Regions from separate parts of the Danio rerio genome. Here region 1 is linked to region 2. Evidence: chromatin contacts called from public Hi-C data. All regions are on one chromosome and are shown on one strand. The core of a region is the stretch at or near the end of the contact, and the rest is flanking DNA. Distances in the headings are between cores, read along the strand shown. Region 1 holds the start of ulk2 (unc-51 like autophagy activating kinase 2). Region 2 holds the start of tpst1 (tyrosylprotein sulfotransferase 1).

The links. A called contact is a pair of places that touch in the nucleus more often than the background predicts.
Region 1: a contact with region 2 is called in a Hi-C map of hematopoietic stem cells, with 2.1 times the contacts expected there. The contact joins the promoter of ulk2 here to the promoter of tpst1 in region 2. A contact is called at or near these places in 1 of 18 Hi-C or Micro-C datasets (hematopoietic stem cells) and 1 of 4 datasets of contacts at active chromatin or transcription factors (embryo).

What each region holds. Positions count from the first base shown.
Region 1 is chr15:23,309,447-23,312,458 of GRCz12tu, forward strand. ulk2 (unc-51 like autophagy activating kinase 2) reads left to right here and starts at 1,474. Exons shown (of 27, transcript XM_002664615.7): 1 at 1,474-2,509. The coding sequence starts at 2,420.
Region 2 is chr15:23,238,204-23,241,390 of GRCz12tu, forward strand. It overlaps tpst1 (tyrosylprotein sulfotransferase 1), which reads right to left and starts at 1,808. Exons shown (of 5, transcript NM_131403.1): 1 at 1,688-1,808.

The sequences.
Region 1 (3,012 bases), core at 224-2,723, 71 kb after region 2:
TATATTCATTCATGCTTCATTCATTCATTATATTAATTAATTCATGCTTAAAATCCATTTACAACCTTTTAACAAATTTTTATAAAAAGTGCACAAAATATTGTTTTAAATTTTTAAGTAAAATATTAATTTTCATATTCTTTCGGCTTATTCCCTTTATTAATCATGGGTCACCACAGCGGAATGAACCGCCAACCTATCCAGCATATGTTTTTACGCAGCGGATAGCCTTCCAGCTGCAACCCAGTACTGGGAAACACCCATCTCATTCACACCTATTACACTGCAGTTTAGTTTTTTCAAGTCACCTATAGTGCATGTATTCAAGTCTTTGGACTATAAATGGGGAAACTGGAGCACCCGGAGGAAAGCCACATGAACAAGGGGAGAACATTCAAACTCCACACAGAAATGCCTTTTTTTTCAAGCCCAAATATTTAATCCAAAAAACTAATCGTAGACTCAGCAACTGCGTTTGTCAATATTTTAACCAAATTTGGGGTTGAAAAACTGCATTTTTTAGAGTGTTGTAATCTGACACTTGAATACAAATAGTTATTATCATGCTAAACAAAGGAAAAATGTCAATGGAGTAAGAACTTAATTCAAAGAAAAACTAAATTAATTGTATACCACATTTACATACGAAGAGTTAGATGCAAAAAATCTTTAAGTGCCTCCTGAAAATTTCACCTAAAATTCTTCTTCTTCTCAGACTACTATTTAGTTGAGTAATTTCCCTTTTATGTCAATTAATATGTTATTTTCATTGCCCATAATGTGAAATTAGTCAACATAAATATAGGAGTCTCGGAAAAATGCTCATTTTAGAGGAAAATTTCAAATGGCACTTAGAGGTTTTTGCATCTGAGGTTTTTGCATCTGAACTCAAACTTCATATATTTTTCAGGTTTTAAGCATGTAGAAATGTTTAGAATGTTTTATGCAAAAAAAAAAAAACTCTTTTTGTTGTAGTGAGTGTTTTGCCAGCAGAGGATGCTCTTCGTTGTCAAATTGTAAACAACATTGTTTTTTTTAATGTTCGTAACAAGAGTCGCCGACAGGGGGAGCACTATGACCTGTCAGATATGTTTTTGTACTGTTAAAGATAAATTAGCATTATAGTCTATCATAGTGTGATTATCATCACTTTGTGTATTTGTTCAGCATTATGAACGTTTAAAGTCCATGTATTGTTTTATCTTATTCGTTCATTTCTTTAAAATATTCAACTACAGTCTTGATCTCTCTTTAAAACTATATACTGACTTTTTAACGTACACATTTCACGTTTGCACTACGTCCTAGAGATGTTCTTCTCACGTGTATATACTCGGATTTCGTGCAGCCCTTAGCCAGGCTTTGTTTTGCAAGCCTGAGACCTATTTTTCACGGCGGAGGGCGTCGCACTCGTGTGCGCGGAGGAACACGATATGATGGTCTCGTTCTCCTGCGAGAGGAGAGCTCTTCTGTCATTGTAATGCTGCAACTGTGCGATCAAGATCAAATTCCTCTCCGAACGAACAGAAGATAAAACGATAAACTCCGTTCACATAACGGATCGTGCTTTTAACGTCTTTTTTACGCTTTTGTTAAAAGCGAAGCACTGATGTTTTTCTGCATTGTCCCTCGATATCGAAAGCAGGACAGACGGGTGAACTGAAGAAATGGTGTATTGTTACCCAGCACTCATATGGATCTGAAGGAGATAATCTTATTTTTGCAGATGGACAGATGACTATTACATTAAACGCATCGGGGAACGGTGCTCTGGATCGCTTGTTTTGTAAACTAACCTGCTAGAATTTTAGCGACGCGTTTTGACTGTGTAAAATAGATGTGGGAGCACTTCTAGACATTATTTATTGAGATTTAACGTTACCTGCTGTGTTGTCATTATAAACATTGCTGTATTGTCGCTTGCTGGCTGTCATTGTAGCCAGCTCGCGATGGGCAACTCAGTGACCCGCCGCGCAGTTATTGACTTAACGAGGCACTGTTACAGCACGAGAGTGAGGGCGTTTGCAACCTCTTTCTTTCCTTTTAAACTGAACTGACAACATGTAGCTCGGAAACTATACATCTTAGTTGGATTAATAGCTATTTCATCAAGCTATTTTGCGAAATGCCTTGTTAACTGGAGTCAGAGAGCGACAACGAAAATAGTTATGCGCATCTAGCATCTAACGTTAGTCACTTAAACTTCACACTTAGCTTTGTTTTGATTCTTGATTGTCAGCCAGACGGTTATAAATAAACTCTCAAGTATACTATATAGTCTCTAGCATTGATAATTTGGGGATGACAGTGTTCTTGAACAGACTGTCGCCAGGATTACAGAGAGTTTGAGGAACTTGTCCCTATAGCAGCCTCTCCATCTCAAGCTGTTGTGTATCATCACCGGACACCTGCCAAAAATATGGAGACGGTGGGAGATTTTGAATACAGCCGAAAAGACCTCATCGGACACGGAGCCTTTGCGGTCGTCTTCAAGGGAAGACATAAAAAGGTAAATAAGCACTCGTCTTATATTCACAGCAAGTCTGGGCCATGCTCGTTGAATCCCCATGGGTATAAATGTCATATTAATTACATTGATGTAATTTAATTTAATAGGGATGAATATAGATTTGTTTAATTTATGCATTGCGTTTTTTGCACGTCGTCTTGTGTGAGATGTCGTGCTCATCGCAGTGATTATAAACCGTGGGTTGTTTTTTATGTAACGTGTGCTTGAATAGGTCACATACTGCTGGAGTCATTCATTCATAAAACAGCCTGCGTGAATAAGCTGTCTGACGTCAATACGACTGACCGGTCTACTTTGGGCGGAGGGACGCACATTTTGCTCTTATTTTTGCATCAGGACTAAAGCTGTTTTAGCGTTATATGTTTGTTTACCATATTTTAACTGTTGTTGCATCCAGTGTTTTGAAAGCATCGCCAGACATGACTGTTGTATTGAAATGAAATGAATATATTTCGTTGATCATTTTTATAATGGGACTTTAT
Region 2 (3,187 bases), core at 558-3,057:
AGCCTTTCTAGATCACATTACTTCATATTAGTACATCCAACATTTTGACAGCATTCTAAGAGAGAGGCTTTTAGGTTCCTCAACGAACTTGAAATGCTGAACACTTTGCAGCACATTTAAAATGATCTATGACAATGTTGATTTGAGAAGCGAGAGGCCTAATCTAATAGCCAGATGCACCGATTAGAGTGTTTCATCGAAAATGCCCAAAGTGTGGTGTTGCAGTGCTAAAACTGATCTGAAGTGGCAATTCAATCAGCTAACAAGTACAAAACCTCCCGAGTCATTTCTCTATAGTTTGTATCCAGTAAAAATGATTGTGCATCAGAATTGTCTTATGATCTCTGAGTTAAAACATCTCAGTCTCCACGCCTTCTAATGGCTGGTTCACAACTACCTGATGGGAGAATCTGGAGTGATCATGCAAACAACCACAACCACAAATTTAAAAAAGATTGAACAACATGACACATCAGTGATCACAGGCAGCGAACGTGAGGTTTAGCCACTAAATAAAGAGACAAACAACACCGGAAGGTCTCTCTGTTTCCACACATGCTGAAAGTCCATATTTCAGGTCTCTGTACACAATCAGGGTTGCGCAAAAAGCAAGGACGAATCAATATGCAAGTGTTGCGCTTGTGAGACGAAACCACAAGAGAAGTTAGGGTTTCAGCAGAAGCGTTATCAAAAAGGACTGTCCATCAAACTTATATCAGTTCAAGCGGACAGGAAAGAGTTAGTATGATCCAAATACAATCTTGAATTTCTAATTAGCAAACGACAAAATAATATTTTATTTACTATTTTAACAGAATACAAAGAAATTAAACACATCAACACATTGTTCTATCAAGCAATCAGAAGAAAATACTGTTTTTTGCAAGTCTAAGATGTGCATTGTGTACACACACACACACACAGCTATTAAGCTTTCCGTGCCATATGTCACTTTTAACAGTAACAGTAAGAATATCAGTCCCCTCTCAGACAAGACAAGGAACAATTGTCATTGCACTCATGCTTGGCTAAAGGGCAACCTAATTTAAATGAAAGGTTTTTCTATTGTCCAAAATAATCTTTTGAATCTGGAGGGGCTGCGTGGCCATAAATTATGAATTTGGCTGGAGTGACAGCAAGACCATAAGGCTACAGGCAGCACTATTCACAAAAGAAAAAAAAGAAAAGATTGCTAATCATTATACTGCTGTATATACTTATACATTAACTATGACACATATATTTAATACAATGGTCTCCTTGTTTATATAACCACAACGAATAGCTATAAAAGTGTATATAGAAAACAACTGCAAAGCTTCAGTTTGCCTGTAACTATACATATGTGTATTGTTTTTGTTTCATTGGGCATGGACACATCAGGGTTTGATATAGGCTAGATAAAGCAGATGAGTGCCAGTGACAGCTCGGCTGATGTCCTATACAGTTCAATTCAAAAGCTGGCACGTGCCAAGTCCGTATTATTTTCTCCCGTGACATATCATATGAGACGCAAGAAGAGCAGCTTTTTAAAAAAAGACTAATGAAGTTACGATCGATTAAAATAAGAAATGGGGGTGTCCTGTTCTCCCCAAAGGAAAGTAGGCAGAGATGCGGTTGTTACGGACGTTAATGCAAATACATTGTAACGCTGCAACACTTTGTGGTTGTATGTAAATAAACGTACCTGGTCTGGTAGATCCGTCACGACAGACGATTAGTGGGTTACACAAAAACTCTTTGTAGACGAGGACCACCGCACAGACGTGCGATTCGCTTGAGCTGGTCCATTCACCGCTTTAAAATGCGACACTCTGGACGTCTCGACGCTGCGCTCAACACAACTGTATCTCCCAGAGAGCGCGTCACCTTCACTGGGTTGCCAGATGCTCGCTGTATGACCACGACTTCATATAGATGTTTCCATTAAATCACGGTGTCAAACAAGCACGGCCTGAATTTGGTGGATTTTATAAAGATTCCCACATTTGAATGAGACAACTACTTAAAACGCGCAATCTTAAATCTAAATCACTGAGGAGAAATTCCCTCCGACCGTGTAAAACACAGCGGGTTTGCGCGAGGAGCTTTTATCCCACACAGGCAACTCCTTTACTGGTTCACGGTCTGTGGAAAAATTTTAATAGCAGCAGCCTCATTGGCTTATACGCTATATGACGGAAACATTTTGACGACTGCTATTGGTTGTTGGCTTTAACCCCGCCCTCTTTTGTTGTGTTTTGCAAGAGAGCCCCGTGCTGATACAAGGGTCTTAAAGGGACAGCACATGGTGCCTGAGAAAATAAGACTTTGGCTTATTTCAGTTTTTTCACTTGAATAGATGTCACGAATAGAGTTAAATGATAAACAACTGAAATTATTTGTAATTACAGAAACAAGATCATATTTTTATTACATAAAACATATATCTATTTTAGGCACATAAATATTTAGAAAACATTCACAAATAGTCAGATGTGATGTTTGCACTCATTGCAAAAATTCTGACTCAATGCATTTATTCTATTTACTAAACAGTTAAAGGGCATCTAAGGTAGGTGTCTTTTTTGTCTTCAGTTAAAAAGATCTTAATCTGAACCCTTTCCAGAAGACACAAAACTTCATAATGTGTTAATATTAGGCTAGATTTAGGTCACAAGCATCTAAGGACAATGTTATTTTGATGTCCAATAGCGATGTGAAATTTCTGGCTGGAGTTATAGATATTTTTCACCACTTTGGTGACCCGAAAAGATGGATTATACATTTTAGGTTTGATTTTCTTGCCAAGAATTAAAAAACTCAAAAGTATGATAATTACAACATGACTTGAATCCAGCTTGTTGTCTCTGCAGATGTTGCAGTTAAAGGTTCAGTTACATTAGAAAAAAAAAACAAATCTGTAATATTTTGACAGGAAAAATGCCAATTTTCAATTGTGAAGCAAAAGTGATCTCACTGTGAAATCTACAGAGGAAAATTGCTCTACCCTGATATTTCTCATTGTAGATTAAAGTCACTGTATTTGGAGGGTTACTTCCAAACTGTGCATTTTAATTTAGTAAAAATCTGGCAAATCTGTGGGTTAACAAATATTATTCCAGTGGTGTTTCTAACCTTTATCGGTATCAAAAAACAACAACAAAAAAAAAGAGGGTTTTTTTATAAAACTATCATCACCAGTTGT